2 separate regions of the Mus musculus genome follow, and region 1 is linked to region 2. The links are chromatin contacts, called in public promoter capture Hi-C maps. All regions are on one chromosome and are shown on one strand. Each heading gives the region's core, a stretch centred on a gene start, on an enhancer-like site or on the middle of the called end of the contact. The rest is flanking DNA. Distances are from core to core; before and after follow the strand shown.

Region 1 (4,283 bases), core at 1,100-3,599, 120 kb after region 2:
CATGTGGTTGCTAGGATTTGAACTCAGGACCTTCAGAAGAGTAGTCAGTGCTCTTAACCGCTGAGCGATCTCTCCAGCCTGTCAACCCATTTATTGAAGGCTAGGCGAATCTCAGATAGGGCTTCTACTGGCCTTTCAGTTCCAGTCCGATGGCCGACTTCACTGTGACTTCAGAGGTAGTGTTGTAGGTCCAGGCCCCAGCGGCCACTGTTTTCATGCAGGAACCACAGTGCCAGATGCTGACGGCTCGTCTGTCTCTTCATCTTCGTCTTGCTGCAGAAGGAACAAGTGTACTTGGCTTGCTGGCTGATTTCAATTTTCTTCACCATTTTCTGGAGGGAAGCACCATAACGGGTCCCGTATTTCCTGATGATCCCGATCTTCTTGGTCGAAGCCCATGCCCAAGCCTGAAGAGTCCTTTCTTATTTTTAAAAATAATTTATTTTTATGTCCACTGGTGGGTTTGCCTGCACGTATATCTGTGTGAGGGTGTCAGATCCCCTGGAACAGGAGTCACAGACAGCTGTGAGCTGCAATGTAGGTGCTGGGAATTGAACCTGGGTCCCCTGGAAGAGCAGCCAGTGCTCTTAACTGTTGAACCATCTCTCCTATCCTTACTCCCCCTCCCCTTCTCCTTCTCCCTTCCACTCTTTCTCTTCCTCTTCTTTTTGGAGACAGGGTCTCAGTTTGTAGCATTTGCTGTCCTGGAGCTTGATAAGTAGGCCAGGTTGGCCTTGGACTTGTAGCGATCCGCTGCCCTCCTCCTCCAGAGTGTTGATATTAAGGGTGTGCAGCCCTACCCATGACCTTTTTCTCACTGTTTTGTATAAGATAAGAGTTTTAGCTTGCCAATATAATTTCTTCATTGATCTGTAAATCCCACTGAAGTTTTCCATTTCTTTTTCTAATCTCTCTCCCAAGTACTGGGGTCACAGACATGCAACAGCATGCCCGTTATCTGGGGCACTAGGGATTGAACCTAGGACTTTGGGCATGATAGGCAAACACTTTACCAGCCAAATCTCCAGCCTGTGTGAAAAATTTGAGTTTTCCTCTGTTACCCTCTTTGAAATAAGTTGTTTTTTTTCTTTGCTTTGTTTTGTTTTGTTTTGTATTGTTTTGTTTGTTTGTTTTTAAATTCTGACTCTCTTCTTTACTGGCTTTCACATAGATAGCCACTAATCTATCTTACCCAAAAATTTGTTTTTTATTGCTAGAATCTTGCTGTCTTGCCCAAGCTTGTCTATATGAGCCTAAGATGGCTTCAAACCAAGATCCTTTGGACCCAGGCCCCTGAGTGCTGGGATTTGGGATTATAAACATAGATAACTATATCCAGACTATATTCCATCTTTACTCTTACATTGGCTACTTCATAAATGTGCAAGTTTCTTAACCAATTTTTTCCAATTTTTTATTAGGTATTTTCTTCATTTACATTTCAAATGCTATCCCCTATACCCTCCCCACTACTGCTCCCCTACCCACCCACTCCCACTTCTTGGCCCTGGTGTTCCCCTGTACTGGGGCATATAAAGTTTGTAAGACCAAGGGGCCTCTCTGCCCAATAATGGCCGACTAGGCCATCTTCTGCTACATATGCAGCTAGAGACACGAGCTCTGGGGGTACTGGTTAGTGCATATTGTTCCACCTATAGGGTTGCAGATCCCTTTAGCTGCTTGGGTGCTTTCTCTAGCTCCTCCATTGGGGGCCCTGTGTTCCATCCAATAGCTGACTGTGAGCATCCACTTCTGTGTTTGCCAGGCACTGGCATAGCCTCACAAGAGACAGCTATATCGCTGGGTGGTGGTGGCCCATGCCTTTAATCCCAGCACTTGGGAGGCAGAGGCAGGCGAATTTCTGAGTTCGAGGCCAGCCTGGACTACAGAGTGAGTTCTAGGACAGCCAGGGCTACACAGAGAAACCCTGTCTCAAAAAACCAAAATAAGAGAGAGAGAGAGAGAGAGAGAGAGACAGACAGACAGACAGAGAGACAGCTATATCAGGGTCCTTTCAGCAAAATCTTGCTGGCCTATGCAATAGTGTCTGTCTTAACCAAATTTAATGTTAGCAAACAGCATTATCTTCCTTAAAGCATAATAAAGGCCTTAAAACTCTTCAACTGCAATCACCTTTTCTCAAGTATTTGTTGCTTAGTATTATCACTTTGTTGCAGTGGTGGTTTTGTTTGTTTGTTTTTGAGACAGGGTTGCTCTATGTAACCCTGGCTGTCTTGGAACTCACTCTGTAGACCTGGCTGGCCTCAAACTCAAAGATCCCAGCGGTGGGATCAAAGATGTGGGCCACCATGTCCAGGCTCTCCCTGACACTATTATTTCTAATTTATAAACAACTTTGAGCCACAAAGAGCGGTGTATCCTCAAAGCCTCCCTCAATAGTCAGCTGGTTTTGCTCTTACGTCTGTTGTGTCCTGAACATTAACTCTTTGTGTACTGTGTTAGTCGAGTGCTTGGACACTTCCTGAAGGCTGATAGCCTTTTGCTGATACTGTTGGCTCTTGACTGACAGGTTGGGAGCACCAATGGCGGCCAGTGCCCTATGGGGGTGGGGGTGGGTTCCTGCCCCCAGGGCAGGGTCCTACTCCCTGTTAGATTGCTATGCAGGCTCCTGAAGATGCAATATGCAGGTACATTTCCTGCAGAATTGCTGTAGCTCCTGCTGTCCTTTGGTCTGTGCATAGCTGAGTCTGGGGAAGGGGCATTTGATAAGGGCAGCTGCAGAGGCTGGGCGAGAGTCCTGGTCTGCATGGAGATTGAGTGCTCTGTATAGACTTGGATGTGTTTCTCACAGGACTCTCACCTGTTTATTACATTCCCTTTTTTAGAAGCATTTGAGTAAGTTGCAGTAAATGGATGATGTCATCCTTGAGGTTTCATATTTGAAATTTCAGCCCACATTGTCTGCCTGCCTGTGTGGTCTTTGATTTGGGCTGGTTTTATGGCTAAGGTTGGGACTGAAAGCATATAGATTTCTAGCCTGCTGCTTCAGCCTTCCAATCATGTCTCTCACTAATAAGGCTGAGCTCCCAAGGGAAGTAGTTTGTGGGTAGCTTCCACCACCTATTGGTATCCTAAGAAAACTAACAAGGCCCACTGGAGGCGAAGAGTATCAAAGTGCCATCTCTGATCCTGAAAGCAAGCCCAGTTCTCAGGTGGGGAACAAAGGGTACATTGGAGGATGGAATGATGGTGGGGTGGCTCGGCTAAACAAACACTCCTGCACCAGCGGTCATTGCCTCCTCATGCAAAGGGAGGACCAGTAGGGAAAATAGCACAGACTACACCAAGCAGGTAAGAGATGAGAGAGGGAAATATGTAGTTCAAAAGCTCCGGGGAAACCATGTGGCCTTCTGCTGATGCTAAAAAGCAACTCTGTAGTAAATGGAACACAGCAACCATCAACTTCTCTTCCCCTCCTCACTTTAAAAACATGGTGGCACACACCTTTAATCCCAGCACTCAGGAGGCAGAGGCAGGCAGGTCTCTGAGTTCCAGGCCAGCCTGGTCTACAGAGTGAGTTCCAGGACAGTCAGGGTATACAGAGATTCTTTATTGGATACAGCCAATAAAGGTCTGCTGGCCTTGATTCCAGAATGTAGGAGGCAGAGGCAAGTGGATCTCTCTGAGCTTAAGGGTAGCCTGGTTGTCATAGCAAGCTCCAGGCCAGCCAAGGATACAAACAAGTAAACCTCACAACATTGTAAGTGGATCTGAGGCCAGGTTGGCTTTGGTATCACTCTGTATTGATTTAAAGTGGGTTGAAATTTGTAATCAAGTGGTTCAAAGGCTAAAAGTGTGTTGCAAGCTATTTGTACCAGGTCATCCTCCTCCACCCTGCCCCTCTGAACCAGCGAGAAGGACAAATCTCACTCCTTAAATTTGTTGTGGAGTTCTGCAAGAAACACAGTTGATACTGTTTTAAAAATAGGATGCCTATGCTCTCTCACAAGTCTGTCTGGAACATTTTGTGGTAATCACTTTCAAGGACTATAGACTGTTGCATGATATTTGATCATACTGTGAACCCAGAGGTTGTTGTTATTTACTGGAAAAAAAAAAAAAAGACCTGTTTCTAGTTGTGGCAAGGTTCAGCCCTTAGCACACACCTTTAATCCTGCCCCCGCCCCCACCCCCAGCTAGAATATACACACACACACATCCTTAGTACACACCTTTAATGACAAATAATGAAGTTAAAGTTAGTTTGTAGAAGGAAGCATCCAGTGATGTCTAATTGAGTGGCAGACAAAGTGACAAATCAG
Region 2 (4,496 bases), core at 586-3,085:
AGGGAGAGTGTGGGTTCAAAGTGTAGCAGTCTGCTTGCTAACAATACAGCCACATTGCTCGCCTCGGCCTGCAGAGTGAGGATGGGCCACCATTAGCTCTGCCAGGGCTAAAGGCACAAAGCTACTTCCAAGGACTCATCTAAGGGCCCAGCACCAACAGCTCCACTGTCCTCCCTTGTCCCCCATGGAGTCCCAGGTGACCTACCGACTGGGCAGCCGACAGGGACAGGTCTCCTAGCTGGTTCAGGAAGTACAAGCGGGAAATGGCTGGGATAAGATCCATGATGAGGTGGTAATCGACCATGTTCCGAGAGTACATCTCTAGACGCTTCAGGTCATAGGGAAGGAAAAGTGCCTCCAGATGCTCCCGGCCTAGGGCTGTGCATGCAACAAGAGCCCACCAGTCAGGGCAGTCTGCAGCCCTCACAGGATAGGACGCAGCACACAAGGCCAACCAGGAAGGGGCTGGACGGCTCAGCAGTTAAGTGCACTCGCTGCTCTTGCAGAAAACCCAGAACCCACATGTGATAATTCACAACCAACAATAACTCAACTTCCAGAGACTCTGACGCCCTCTGACCGCCACAGGCACCAGGTACAAATGCACACATGCAGACAAAATAAGGCACACATAAGTCTCTAAGTAAATGTGGTAAGATGCCTTGCTACCAATAACATAATCCCAGGCTGGTAGTTCAGACAACCACCAATATGCTGGGTCCAAGAAAGATCCTCGTGCCCTAACGTTCTAAGGACACACCTCCACTCTCCCCATTTGTCACTCTTTCTCCAGGGTCACCTTACATGCTCTGCCCAGGTCAAAGAACCCAGATTTTCCCATCAAAATACAACCCACAAGACATAATATACACATAAGAACGTGTGCATAGCCACAGATATACACATAAAAATATATATAAATGTAACTGTTAATAGAACAAAATGACTGCTCATGACCTCCTATGCAATTTTTAAAATTTTCATCCAACTAAACAATGATTCTATGCTTTCTAGATTTATAAAGCTATATAGCTTTATAGTTATATAGTTCTTCTATATACCAGTCAGAAGGCTGAGACATATTCTTGGTGCTATTTCATAAATACTCGAACACAGAGCCCCGAGACTGAGCTAGTTCCCCTCAGAGCCCAGGTTCCATAGCTAACCACTGTGTGAACCTGTCTTACACCTGAAATCCAGGCACAGCCTGGGCAGGAGAGAGGCTTGGGGAACAGCAGGCAGCATGGAGACTGTGGACTAGAGCAGCCCTCAGCTCCTGGGTGACAGCTCACCTGGCAGGGCTGACTTGGCTACGTTCCTGTTCTGAATGATGTTCAGAGACAGGGCAGGAGAGAAGGTGCTGAACTGGTATGACAGCAAGGCCAGGAACCGTCTTCGGAAATCTGCAGGGCACAGAAAGGCAGTTAGCAATCTGCAGGTGCCCTGGCCTGTCACCTCACTGTCCCCTCTCCACTCGTCTGGCGTTTACCTTTCCAAAATGCTGCCAGCCAAGCTCCCTGCTCAGCCTCATCCTCATCGGCCAGCGTCTTCAGCATAATGCACGAGTGTTCCCCAGTCAGGTCGTTCTAGGGGACACACATTATTGCTTGGAACCAATGTCATGGTGCTCCCACCCTGCCCCCATGGGCTCGCATGGTAGGCAGCCGCCTAAGAGGCCACGGGATTGGAGCAGGCCCAGCAGGAGTTTAGGTAAGGCCTGATTTCTGCTCCGCACCCACTCCTTTCACTGAAGTCAAGGCCATGAAGGCAGGCTTCAATCCCTCACCCTGTCAGTGAACTTTGTTCCTTATAAAGCAGAAACTTCCCAGCAAACTCAGACGCCCAGCTGGCAGCCGGTATGTTTATACATGCTTTGTGTAAGAGACAGTCTTGCTCAGACTCTGGATGCTTCAAGCTTCACTAGGGGCTGACATGGTGCAAGATTACAGAGTTTTGGACCTTTTACTACATAAGTTCTCAGAACTGCATGGCAGCATCTAACGGCAACGACAGGTCAGAGCAAGCAGGTCAAGGGACAAGGACAAAGGTCAAAGGGACAAGGTCAAAGGATGCCTATGGCCTGTTTGTGGCTCACAGATTTACGTCCTCCCTGCAAGCAACTGCTGAGCGCATCTGTCTATCTAGATAAGTATGCCGACAGGCACGAGCCCATCTCCACTCCCTGCCAGCCCGCACGGGAGTCTCCATGTCACATGCCAGACTTCAAATGGACATTCACCACCAAACTTGAATACCAGATTTGCATTCTCCAAAAGACACATGTGCTTGCCCGCTTCAGCACTGTGGGCCTTGAAAACAGAAGTGACTGGACATCTTCACTCTCTTACTGCTGCACTCACACTCCCCATGACCCTCCTGGAGTGAGGGATGAGTTGCTAGCAAACCTCGAAATCCTGGGTTTCAGTGTCCTGACCCCACAAGGCCTGCCCTCGCAGTCAGCCCTCTCTTCCTGCATTCCCTGTCTCTACAGTGAACAAAGGCCAAGACTCTTCTACCCAACATGTCCTCCCCATGCACACGCCACAGCTACCCTGCTCTCTGCTCGCTTCCCCTCTGGGAAACAATGTCTACTCATGCCTATATCCCCACCTCCCATTATCACCAACTGTAACAAGCCCTACTCCATTCTGAGCACCAGTCCTGGCAAATCCAGTAGCCACCTGTCCTCCTGCTCTATGTGATGTCAGCAGCATCTAAGTATGCATCTATTCACCAAGTACATACAACCTGGAGATGCCAAGTGCCGCAGAGCAGGAGTGAACGTCAGTAGTAGTTATGCTGAGTACCCAGGGTGATCATCACTGGACTATTAGGGTCCTGTTTGAAACCCACCAAGAAACCTCTCCTATGTTTTGTTATGTGGTGAACTAGACAGCTTGAAAGTTCCATTTAAGAATGAGAATGCTGGGCTGGAGAGGTGGCTCAGAGGTTAAGAGCACTGTTTGCTCTTCCAGAGGTCCTGAGTTCAAATCCCAGCAATCACATGGTGGCTATCTGTAACAGGAGCTGATGCCCTCTTCTGGTGTGCAGACATAAATGCAGACAGAACACTGTATACATAATAAATAAGTAAATATATCTTTAAAAATATTTTTAAAAAGTGAGAATGCTGTGGCATTCTCTCCAAGCTCCATCTGTCTCTATCCCTGACCACTTTCTTCAGTTCTGGCCCCTTCCAGTCATCTGGTTTAGGTTTAAGCTGCAGGATAGGCCACTATGCTACAACCAGCATTTGCCACCATGAGGAGCAGTGTTCCTCACTGCTTGCTGCTTTTACCTGTTAGAAAACAAGCTTCAGGCTTCCCCATGCACTGGCTGTTTCCCACAGACACTAACTGCATTCCAGGAACTCACCGCTGTTTCTCACCCTCCCAATCATCTGCTGCCCACCTCTCTCCTTCAGAAACCATTAACACTCAGTTCTGTTATACACACTTAGGGAACTCCAGCCTGCAGGACTGAATCTACAATCTGACAAATCAGTCCGTGTGTGTACCCCTGCCACGTGAAAATGGAGCACAAAGCCACAGATGCACCAGACCTGCCAAGGTCAGGAAGGAATCACTCTGTACCAACCCGCCTCTGAACAAGCAACACCTTAACAAATACAGAAGCACCTGCCCAGGGCACAGCGAGGAGGAGCCAAGACAACTAGAGGAGGAGGTGCCAACTGCAAACACAAACCCAACCCCTCCTCTACCCCAAGCCTCACTTACTGGGGTCTGTCTCAAATAGACAGGAACAAATCCAGCTCGTTTCCAGAACCTACAAAAGGGGGGTAGAGGGGGTGGTCACCATTTATGACTCCTGGAAGTTGAGAAATAAAGGCAGAAGGGACAGGAGGAGGGACAGGAGGAGGGACAGATGGAGGAGGCAGCAGACAATGACAGAGACCCCAGCTGCAAAGGAAGACACCACCCACAGAACTGTCGTCTTCCACTGAAGTGGGCTGGCTCCAGAGGACAGGCAGGCACTTACTTGAGAAGCCTGGGGGTCAGCCCATAGGAAACCCCCAGGTAATCCAGGCGCTCTGCAGGCCTCTCATTCAACTTGAGGAGCAAGGGGGGCAGATCCTTCCGGGGAGTAATAACTTCTTCCAACAAGCTGACAGCCTAAGAAGAAGCCATTACTCCCTTAGCAAAGCAAGAGGCTCGTGGTGTTCTCAAGCCATCCAGTACACTACACAACAACAGGCAAGAGTCTTCTGTGTCCCTATGGTGTCCAAATAGGACTCAAGAGTCCCGAGATCACCACAGGGATAAGCCAAAGCATATGTGCAATCACCGAGTTCCCAAGACCAAAAGCAGGGAAAGGCCACGGTTCAGCAATGCCTAATACACTTTAGAAGGGACAGGGGCAGGGTTCTGAAAATGCAGCGTGAAGTTGTGGTTCTGTCACCTGACACCCCTGTGACCTTGGAGAGTAACCCTCCTGAGTCTGAGGTAAGTCAAGGCCCACAAGCACGGGCACATTAC

Evidence for each region. Capture Hi-C pulls out chosen DNA fragments and counts their contacts.
Region 1: a promoter capture Hi-C map of liver shows a contact between it and region 2. The contact joins two enhancer-like sites. A contact is called at or near these places in 9 of 39 promoter capture datasets (the C10 cell line, the HPC-7 cell line, cranial neural crest and 5 more), 8 of 484 Hi-C or Micro-C datasets (B cells, embryonic stem cells, liver and 3 more), 2 of 115 datasets of contacts at active chromatin or transcription factors (both in embryonic stem cells) and 4 of 9 other capture datasets (adipose tissue, embryonic stem cells, liver and 1 more).

Annotation. Positions count from the first base shown.
Region 1 is chr2:103,843,267-103,847,549 of GRCm38.p6, forward strand. No RefSeq gene overlaps it. Among named protein-coding and RNA genes, the nearest start is that of 4930547E08Rik, 35 kb to the left of the region's middle. Within about 2 kb of position 2,350, at least 3 of the 459 cell types and tissues checked have an H3K27ac peak or open chromatin away from gene starts, as enhancers often do. A contact at or near this core is called in liver, where this site is marked.
Region 2 is chr2:103,726,511-103,731,006 of GRCm38.p6, forward strand. Nat10 (N-acetyltransferase 10) reads right to left here. Exons shown (of 29, transcript NM_153126.3): 20 at 4,000-4,133; 21 at 3,738-3,786; 22 at 1,490-1,586; 23 at 1,293-1,403; 24 at 206-378. Among named protein-coding and RNA genes, the nearest start is that of Nat10, 33 kb to the right of the region's middle. Within about 2 kb of position 1,836, at least 4 of the 459 cell types and tissues checked have an H3K27ac peak or open chromatin away from gene starts, as enhancers often do. A contact at or near this core is called in liver, where this site is marked.